Regions from separate parts of the Mus musculus genome. Here regions 1 and 2 are each linked to region 3. The links are chromatin contacts, called in public Hi-C and promoter capture Hi-C maps. All regions are on one chromosome and are shown on one strand. The core of a region is the stretch at or near the end of the contact, and the rest is flanking DNA. Distances in the headings are between cores, read along the strand shown.

Region 1 (3,064 bases), core at 352-2,851, 320 kb after region 3:
AGACAGAGAGAGAGGAGAGAGAGAGAGAATACTGAGCTACTAAGGCTGGGTATGAAGTAAAAAGACCAAATTTGGGGGGCCCTGAGAAGCAAGCCATTAGGCCAGCCACGGTGTACCTATAAATGGTCGAGGAAGAGCCCCCTGCCTGCTTGCCTCAGACATATGGGGTAGGCACAGAATCAGAGCTTGGGGCTCAAGTCCCAGCTTTGCCAAGTGCCAGGGCCCTCAGCTTACTGTCACCAGGACTCTTCTCGTTTGTGGGGAGGCAGGGACAAAACCCCGGCCTAACAGGAGCATGGCAGCTGCCGACATCTGGCAAAGGCTGTGTACTCACGGACCTTTGTGTACTCACGGACCATTGTGGAGAAGAGGGGACATTACATTCAGCACGTGGCCTAGAAATCGCAGCATCAGGGCACAATGTCTTCTTGAACGCCCCCAGATAAGCCCTGAGTTCGGGGTGAGTGGCTGCCTTCCCACTCATCATTCCAGCAAGTGAATTCTGGCCTGTGGCTGGGGATGCTGGAGGCAGGTGTGAGGGCAGAGCCTCCCCAGGTCCTACGCATGATGTGACCATGAACCAAATAAGTGACACTGCCAAGGACATAGGAGTGGGGCCACCAAGCTTGAGCCTCAGCTATTTAGAGGAGGGACCAGCCTAAGCCACGACCCATCTGCAAAGAGATTTTCTTGCCTTGATTTGGGGAGAGCGTCCATTTTCTGCTTCTGACGCACTCTTGAGACTGCTCTGATAAACTCTAAGCTTATTTTATTTTTATAGGTCTTTGCTTTTGTATGTTTGAGACATGGTCTTGCTATGTACTCCTGGCTGGCCTGGAATTCTCTGTGATCTCAGCCGGTTTTGAATTTTCAGTGATTTTTCTGCTTCTGGCTTCAATTTTGAGTTAATAAATTTTTATTTATTATCAACATCATCATGATCATCATAACCCCCTTGTGTCCCCCCCGTGTGTGTGTGTGTGTCCATGAATACTATGACATACTATATATAAGTAGAAGTCAGAGGACAATTTCCCGGAGTCAGTTTCCTTCCATAGCTCCATCCAGGAATTAAACTCAGGTCAAATTTGTGTACAAATACAAAGGCTCTCTCTGGCTTCTTGTTTTCTGTTTTGTTGTTTGTTTTGACTTAAAAAAAAAACAACAACAACCAAACAAAACAGGACCTCAAACTTGTTACATATGACTTTGAACTCCTGATCTCCCTGCCTCCAGCTCAGATATGCTGGGATTACAGGCCTGCATCTGCGTTCCTGGCTTTGGGAGTTTCTTTATCATTCCCTGTCTGTTGAGACTTGGTTCTAACGGGGTCTGTGCTCTGCTTTTCCACCTGGCTCCTCTGATCTTCTTTCCTTCCTCAATTCCCGTTTATTTCCCTCCCCCTGCACCCCCCCCCCTCCCGAGGAAGGGAAGTGACCAGCCTAGGGCCTCAACTGAAGCCAAAGCAGTGAGGACATTGGTTCTGGGCAGGATCTTCCCCTAAAACTGGGCTTCTCTGGTTTTAAAGCTCCCCTCTGCTCAGAAGGGCGGGCCTCAAGCTGGTGTCAACGGCAGCCTTCCTGGAGGTGCTCTGCTGCCCCCTGCTGGAAGATCGCGGTAAAGCCTTCACAAGGAGTAAGGTTGCCCGGCAAGGTGCCATGCCTGCTGTCCGTAGCCCAAGCAAGCGAGGTTGAGGAAGGGAGAACAAAAAACACCCACCAAGGTAGACTCGAACTCCAAGGAGATGGCGCCCAGGGCGTTCTCCAGCTGCTCCTTTCTGGAAATGTCCATAATGACAACTTCGATGGGCTCGCTGATCTTGCGGATGTCCCACCACATGACCTGGCAGGGAAGGGCGATTGAGACTGTGAAGACCCTGCCTTTTTCTTTCCTTTCTTTCCTTCCTTCCTTCCTTCCTTCCTTCCTTCCTTCCTTCCTTCCTTCCTTCCTTCCTTCCTTCCTTCCTTCCTTTCTCTCTCTCTCTCTCTCTTTCTCTCTTTCTTTCTTTCTTTCTTTTCTTCCTTCCTTTTTTTTTTTTTTGTTGTTGTTTAAGAAAGAGGGGGCTGCCGGGCAGTGGTAGCGCACGCCTTTAATCCCAGCACTTGGGAGGCAGAGGCAGGCAAGATTTCTGAGTTCCAGGCCAGCCTGGTCTACACAGTGAGTTCCAGGACAGCCAGGACTACACAGAGAAACCCTGTCTCAAAAACAAACAAACAAACAAACAAACACAAGAAAGAGGGGGCTGGAGTGTACAGCTCAGTGGTAGAACCCTCCCTCCCCCCCCCCCCCCCATGCATGAAGCCCCGGGTTCCAGCTCCAGCACTGCACAATACAATACAATACAATACAATACAATACAATACAAAGTACTGGAAGGCAGAACATAAGGCAGTGGTCTCTGGACGGCCCCTCCCCTCCCCTCCCTCTCCTCCTCTCCAGGGTCTGCCGAATGGTACCTGCCCATCAGTGGATGCTGAGAAGCACTCAGTGCCTGTCTTTGACTGCAGCCAGATGGTGCCATACACTGGGTCTCGGTGGCTGAACTCGATGGTGGACAGCTCTGCCACCAGGCTGCCCTTCCGGGTATCCCAGCAGGCTGACGGGAGAAAACCAGACTGTGAACTCAAGGTCCCAGAAACACAAACCGATCAAACCTGTATTAAAGGTTTGTGACTGGGGAGAGTTGACACCCTGAGTTGGAGGCTAGCCTGGTCTACATAGTGAGTTCCAGGCCAGCCAGGGCTACATAGTGAGACCCTGTCTCAAAATACACAAAAATAGGAAACGAGAAGAGAGTCATCAGATAACACGTGTGAGACCTGAGACTGGTTTCCAAATGTTCTAACCTACCTGCCTGTTATTCTTACCACCAATATTTGGCCATGGGAGGTGGGTAGGCATTCATTTGATTTGTTTGGGATTCTTGAGACAAGGTCTCATGTAGCCCAGGCTAGCCTCCAACTTGCTATATAGCTAAGGATGGCCTTGAACTACTAACTCTCCAGCTTCCACCTCCAAGGTGCTGGGTTTATAGACTTGTGCTACATTTATGGCTCTACCTTAC
Region 2 (3,191 bases), core at 225-2,724, 330 kb after region 3:
TCTCTCTCTCTCTCTTTCTCTTCCTCTTCCTCCTCCCTCTTACACACACACACACACACACACACACACACACACACACACAGAGCTAAATATGGACTCTTAGAACCTTACACATATCAGCCAGTGCTCTACCATTGAGCTACACCCAGCCCCACTGAGTCTCAAATCCAGGGTCACAAAGAACCGCTATACCCTGGTCCAAACACCAAAACATGTGATCATTTCCTGCACCCTAGCCCAACAGAAACAACAAGACTTGCCTCAGGCGAGGATAATGAGCAAAGTCGTTCCTAGAGAGAACCCCTTGTGGTTGAGCGGAAAGCATGGTACACAGCTGGGAGGAAGGGCCAGGAAATAGCAGGCAACAGAGGTGTCAGTATGGGAAGGGGGCCAGGAGGAGGGTCACCCTTTGTCCCTTGTGTGCCTGGAATTGTAGAGCCGTGCTTGAGTGAGGAATACAGATGGAAGGGCTCCTGTGTCTTTCCAATGTCTTTGTGAACCTTCTGGACAAGGTTAGGAAAATGGTCTCCTGACCCTAAATGTAGATGAAAGGCCAACTCCCAGATGGAGGGGCAAAAGAAAAGGTGCATTTACATACAGTACCTGTGCTCAGTCCACAAGACTCTTGTGATCTCCCATTTTACGCCCTCCATTTTATTTTTCTTAATTTCACTTTATTTTTAATCGTGTGTGTGTGTGTGTGTGTGTGTGTGTGTGTGTGTGTGTGTGTGTGTGTGTAAGTGCACACAAGTGCAGGTGGGGTGGAAGCCAGAAGTGCCAAATCCCCTGGAGTTGGAGTTTCAGGGGTTGTGAGTCACCTGATGTGGGTGCTGGAAATCAAACTCCCGGTTCTTTGCAAGAGCGCACTCACTCTTAGCAGCTGAGACAGTCCTCCAGCCCCCTCTCTTAGTCTTTGAGACAGGCTCTCACTCTGAGTCCACTGGCCTAGAGCGCACTGAGTAGTCTAGGTTGCTCTCTGACTCTTGGTAATCCTCCTGCATCAGTTTACAGGAGTGCAGGGTTTACCGGCCTATCCCTATCCCCCTCCCTACGTTTAACTGAAAGCTCTCTTCTTAACAACCCATCCTTCCTGGGCTTGAAATTTTGTTCCATTCACCTGAAAGCCAGAAAGAGGTCCCGCCCACTCCGGGTCACAGCCCGGGTCAGGGCCTGGTGGAGAAGTGCAGAAGGCAAGGTGCTTGGAGGCTGAGGAGGTCCTGGAGCTTGAAGAATATTCAGGGCAGCGAGGATTAATGCAGCAGAATGAGCTGATTCCAGCACCTGACAGTTCTCCGAGATTTCTTGCACTGTTGGTGATTATTACCCTCGAGAGCTTTTCCCTCTTTTTGCCAGGTCTTCTTTCGGGCTTGGACGTCCTCTAGGACGCCCGCCCCTTATCCTGGCTCACCTCCTGCCACACAGCCCAGGAGAAGCGCCCAAGACCAGTCCCAGCTCCAGCGCAGCTTAAACGGCTGGGAGCTGCGGAGTTTACCAGTTGCCTAGCAACCCTGGCCGGGCCGAGACGCCGGCAGTTCGGAAGGCGATCTGGAGCACGTGACTCTGGTCCCGCTAGTCGGAAGCACCCCCTTCTCTCCTTCCTTCTCTGGAGGAGGTCTGCGGAAGAGGTGGAGGAAAGTTAACCAAAGCTTTGCCAAAATGCCTACCCAAGTCTACAGTCTATACCCAGCAAAGTCCCTCCCCCACTCCCGTATCCCCCGAAAACGCAATCAAAGTGACCAGAGCGTGGGAAGCCCCGCACCTGGGTCAGTTCGGATCATGTCTGATTTGTCACTGCTACAATGTCCGGGTCTCTTCTGTTAACGTATCCCTTGCACCACCACCCTTCTGAATTCATCTCTGGAATGGAAATTCCTTGAGGGTCAGGCTCAATGCATGCAAGCATGGCTTAGCTATGCGGCTGGCACGTTGTAAATATGGTTTCATTGCATGAATGAATGAGCTAGCTGATGGACACATGAATGACACAAAGAGAGATGTGTTTCTCATGAGCTTGAGGCAAGGAAGTGAGAAAATGTGGGAGGGATTGATGGACAGGCTGAGTACAAGGCACTTTGTTGGGTAAGCCTGACAAGCAGAGTTCACATCCTAGAACCCACATAAAAATGGGGGAAAAAATGGATTCCACAAAGTTGTCCTCTGATCTGTGTCATGTAGCACACCCACAATCATCATCATCATCAATAATTTAAAAAGAATTAAAGAAGGGAGGTAGAGTCCTATATCTAGGACTGGTGAGATGGCTCAGTAGAGAAAGGGGCTTGCTACCACTTCTATGACCTAGGGTTGAGCCCCAGACACACATGGTGAAGGAGAGAACTGAATTCTCTAAGTTGTCCTCTGACCTCCATACTTGTGCTATGTAAGACACACACAAACACACACATACACAATATGATTTTTAAAAAAAGATTTATTTATTTATTTAGTACCGTGTTCTGTCAGCATGCCAGAAGAGGGTACCAAGATTCCATTACAGATGGTTGTGAGCCACCATGTGGTTGCTGGGAATTGACCTCAGGACCTCTGGAAGCACAGTCAGTGTATTTAACCTCTGAGCCATCTCTCCAGCCCACAATATAATTTTTTAAAGAGAAAGAAAACTACAGAACCGTATATACTTTCCCAGAGGTGTTCCTTAAGAGCATTTGGGACCCGAGGTTGGTTCTTTATTTATCATGGGATTTTAGCAAGGCACTCTCTCTGCCATCCCCTGTGAGGTTTGAATGAGATCACCCTCATAGCTCATATATTTGTATGCTTAGTTCCCAGATGGACAAGCTTTTTGGAAAAGATTAGAACCTTGTTGGAGAAGGTATGTCACTGGGAGTGGGCTTGGAGGCTTTAAAAGCTCACACCAGGCCCAGTCTCTCTCTCTCTCTCTCTCTCTCTCTCTCTCTCTCTCTCTCTCTCTCTCCTTTCCTGCTGCCTGTGGATCAGGATGTAGCCCTCAGCTACTTTTCCAGCATCATGTCTGTCCATGTACCACCATGTTTCCCTCCATGATGATAATGGACTAACCCTCTGAAACTATAAGCAAACCCCCCAGTTAAAAGCTTTCTTGTATAATATTTGCCTTGGTTGTGGCGTCTCTTCACAGCAATCGAATGGTGGTGTCTTAAGATAATCTTTCAGTATTGGGATTGACAGGGCCTTGCATCGGATAGGCTGGA
Region 3 (3,271 bases), core at 315-2,814:
ATTTACCAGATACAAGGGAATGACTGCGAAAGGAATTGCAGGAACCAAATAAATGTTTACAATAGAGATTAGCAGCCCTGCCTAGGTGACAGGCAAGAATTTCACACTTTAGTGTTAATAGCACCAGGGGTTTTTTACTCTTGGCAGGCCTCAAGAATAATGTAGTGTCACGGACCCCTAAATTCCTAGGCCTTGCTAATTCTTATCTTGTCTGGAGAATCTCCATTTGTCAGGAGAGTAAATCAACTTGCTATAGGTATGGAATGTAGCCTGTACTAAAGATTTCTATCTCAGTGAGATTCCCAGGCTCTTTCTGTGACCAGTTGAGCCACTGGCTCTGTCTTATTGTAATGCTTAATTAGTTACTGAATAGGTTAAACTTCCTTGCTGCTTTCTGGGATGTTGGAACACTGGGTTTAGCTATGTCAGAATTCAATCTTAAAAGGCACTTATAATAGGGTAATACTAACAGAGAGCACGTGGATCCATACACTAGACTAACGCGGGAATGGAATATTAATGTATTCTTGCGTGCACCCAACTGGCCACGAAGAACAACGCTGCCACAGGATCCTTCTGCACACGTTTATTCAGTCCCGTTTCTTCTTGTTTATATCTCCCTTTGTTTATATCTCCCTTGTTTATATCTCCCTTGTTTATATCTCCCTTGTTTATATCTCCCTTGTTTATATCTCCCTTGTTTATATCTCCCTTGAACTCTGGGTCTCTCACTCTTTTATACTCTCAGTTCCCATCCACGCACAGCAGGCCACGCCACCTCACCAGGCACGCAGCTTCAGCTAATCAGGGCAGCAGGGGCATATCTCCATCAAAATGGATTCACCAGTATCCTGGTACACCTGCGCAGCTCTCAAGATGTTTGTGGCTTATATGAGGAAGTCAGGTGCAAGTCATACGACTTAGCTGCAGTCCCTGGCGCCTTTGGGACTGCCGCCACACCCGCTCCTCACAATGTATGGGTTAGAGAGGTTAGAGAGAACGCCAGACTCCAGGAGGAGAGCTTCCTTGAAACTCTTTTTTCCTCATGAGCAGCTTTTAGGCATCCCTGCCTGACAGGCTGACTCCACCGGAGTGCCGTGGCAGAGTCCTGAGATCAACTGGGCAGAAACAATGGTTGAGAAAGACAAAGAGGACCCCCTCATCTCTGCTCTTTGAATGGGGGGCACTTATGATCCCAAAGTCAGTAGCCATAGCAGAGGGAAGCAGTGGGGATCAGGCAGGTGTACTAGACAGGAAAGGGAGCTGGAGAAACAAGGGCTGAAGCTATTGCACACAGCAACTGGCTTTCCTGAAGCGTCAGGCTGTGACAAACGTGCTTTTATTGAGTGCAGGCCCGTGCAATGGATCTGCTCCGTTCATTCTCTGAAGCGATTCTCACTCATCTTCCTTTTTTTTTTGTTAAAGTAGGAAGTAGCTCAGAGTGCAAAGGAAGCAGATAAGAAAAAACACATGGAGAGAACTTGAACAAGAAGGTGGTTGCCTGGGCTCTGTTACACACATCTGGATTCCAGCAGCGACCTGGAGTTTTCTGGAGACAGCACCCAGTGAGGCAGGAGGATGAGGCTATGTGCAGGTCTGCTCCTTCTCTGCTTCCAAGGTGAGTAGGGAGGTGGATCTGTAAACCTAATTTTGCAGGGGGGAGGGGGGTAGAGTCGGAGTCCTGGGTTCAAGCCAGAATCCAGATGTCAGAAGTGGGGGTGGGGCCTAGGGGCAGGGGGAACATACATGCATTCACCCATCTCTTTATCTATCAGTGTAGTCCAGCATCCATCTATGGGTCCTACAAACCATTACTAAGCACCAACTGCAACCCTGGACTGTTCTAAATGTTGTAACTATAAAGTAACTTCCCCCAGTCAAGGGGAATCCTATTTGAATGAGGGAGTCAAATGATTATGCTACAGGATAAGTCTTGTTACAATACAGACCGATCCTGTAGATATCAACTACAGCAGGGGCTCCTCGCTCTGCCCTCAGAGGGATGGAGGCTTCATCGAGTCTTCACAGAAGTCAGTCTTGAAGGATGGACCAGCCAGTGGAGCAGAAAAGCAATGATTTATGCTAAAGTGTAGATAGAGATCTTAAAGACCGTGGAGCGTGCAGAAGTCAGCAGTGACCTTGTTTTTGCTGAAGTTTAAAGAGGTTAGAAGTGTTTGTAAGGAATAAAGAGTAGCCAGTTGTGACAGTGGGTGCCTGTAACCACAGCATGCAGGAGGCTGAGGCAGGAGGTTGTAGGCTTGCCTCAGCTACATAGTGAGATCTTGCCAAAAAAAAAATCTGTAAAAGATACTTCGGCCAAGTATGGTCGTGCATGACTTTAATCCCAGTACTTGGGAGATAGATGCAGGTGGATCTCTGTGAGTTCGAGGCCAGCCTGGTCTATATAATGAGACCCCTGTCTCAAAAAAAAAAAAAAAAAAGGGAGAACACATTTTCTTTCCAGGAACTGTTTAGGATGAAAATTCGAGGGTATTTCTTTGCAGGTGACTTTTTATGTTTTTGTTGTTGTTGTTGTTGCTGTTGCTGTTGCTGTTGCTGTTGCTGTTGCTGTTGCTGCTGGACCCTCATAGAACATAAAAGCTACCCCATGTCTACCTGCATTTTTTTCTTCAGTGGTGGTTAGGGCTTAAAGGAAGAGGCCAGCTGAGTGACTCTGTCCACACGTAGTTTTCTTTTTCCTTTTTATGATGTAAGCGTGTGGTATGTGTGGTGGTGGGTGGTGATGTGAGGTCAGAGGCCAGTTTTGTAGAGTCAGCTCTCTTCTTCCACCTTTAGGGTGAGTCTAGGGACCTAACTATGACAACCGGGTTTGCGCAGCAAGCGCCCACTGAGCCATCTTGATGGCCCCCAAACAGCTTTCTTCTGAGTGAAGTGAGAGGAGCCTGGAGCATCTCCCAGCAGCCCCCTCAGCGCCTTCATGATCTAGGTCATCATAGGAAGCTGAAGGGCTCTCAGCAAAATAGCTAAATAGTTCCAAGCCAGCTTTGGCTACATGAGAGCCTGGCTCAAAACAACAAACAAACAAAAACAAGATAAAATCTAGATCTTTAGGCATTCATTGTATTATACTTAGAGGCTTGAGTTGCCTTGACTAAAGGTGATGATGAGGATGATGACGACGACGATGACCATGATGATGATGTAGTGATGGTGAAGACGATGGTGGTAGTAGCGATGGTAATGATGTTAGCGGTAAAGATGGTGAAGATGATGATGTGATGATTACAATGATGATGATAGAATCTTCAGG

Evidence for each region. Promoter capture Hi-C pulls out the DNA fragments that hold promoters and counts their contacts. A called contact is a pair of places that touch in the nucleus more often than the background predicts.
Region 1: a Hi-C map of bone marrow-derived macrophages shows a contact between it and region 3, with 19 read pairs. The contact joins the enhancer-like site here to the promoter of Cd300e in region 3. A contact is called at or near these places in 12 of 39 promoter capture datasets (the 3T3-L1 cell line, the C10 cell line, the HPC-7 cell line and 6 more), 3 of 484 Hi-C or Micro-C datasets (bone marrow-derived macrophages, embryonic stem cells and nephron progenitors), 6 of 115 datasets of contacts at active chromatin or transcription factors (the HL-1 cell line, embryonic stem cells, large pre-B cells and 3 more) and 3 of 9 other capture datasets (adipose tissue, embryonic stem cells and liver).
Region 2: a promoter capture Hi-C map of stem cell-derived epiblast-like cells shows a contact between it and region 3, with 4 times the contacts expected there. The contact joins the promoter of Dnaic2 here to the promoter of Cd300e in region 3. A contact is called at or near these places in 13 of 39 promoter capture datasets (the 3T3-L1 cell line, 3T3-L1-derived adipocytes, the C10 cell line and 7 more), 4 of 115 datasets of contacts at active chromatin or transcription factors (embryonic stem cells, pancreatic cancer cells and stem cell-derived neural progenitor cells) and 4 of 9 other capture datasets (adipose tissue, embryonic stem cells, liver and 1 more).

Annotation. Positions count from the first base shown.
Region 1 is chr11:114,743,833-114,746,896 of GRCm38.p6, reverse strand. It overlaps Dnaic2 (dynein, axonemal, intermediate chain 2), which reads right to left. Exons shown (of 13, transcript NM_001034878.3): 7 at 2,457-2,596; 8 at 1,720-1,842. Among named protein-coding and RNA genes, the nearest start is that of Dnaic2, 18 kb to the right of the region's middle. Within about 2 kb of position 1,601, at least 18 of the 459 cell types and tissues checked have an H3K27ac peak or open chromatin away from gene starts, as enhancers often do. A contact at or near this core is called in bone marrow-derived macrophages, where this site is marked.
Region 2 is chr11:114,725,702-114,728,892 of GRCm38.p6, reverse strand. Dnaic2 (dynein, axonemal, intermediate chain 2) reads right to left here and starts at 1,474. Exons shown (of 13, transcript NM_001034878.3): 1 at 1,118-1,474.
Region 3 is chr11:115,060,332-115,063,602 of GRCm38.p6, reverse strand. It overlaps Cd300e (CD300E molecule), which reads left to right and starts at 1,564. Exons shown (of 4, transcript NM_172050.3): 1 at 1,564-1,618. The coding sequence starts at 1,579.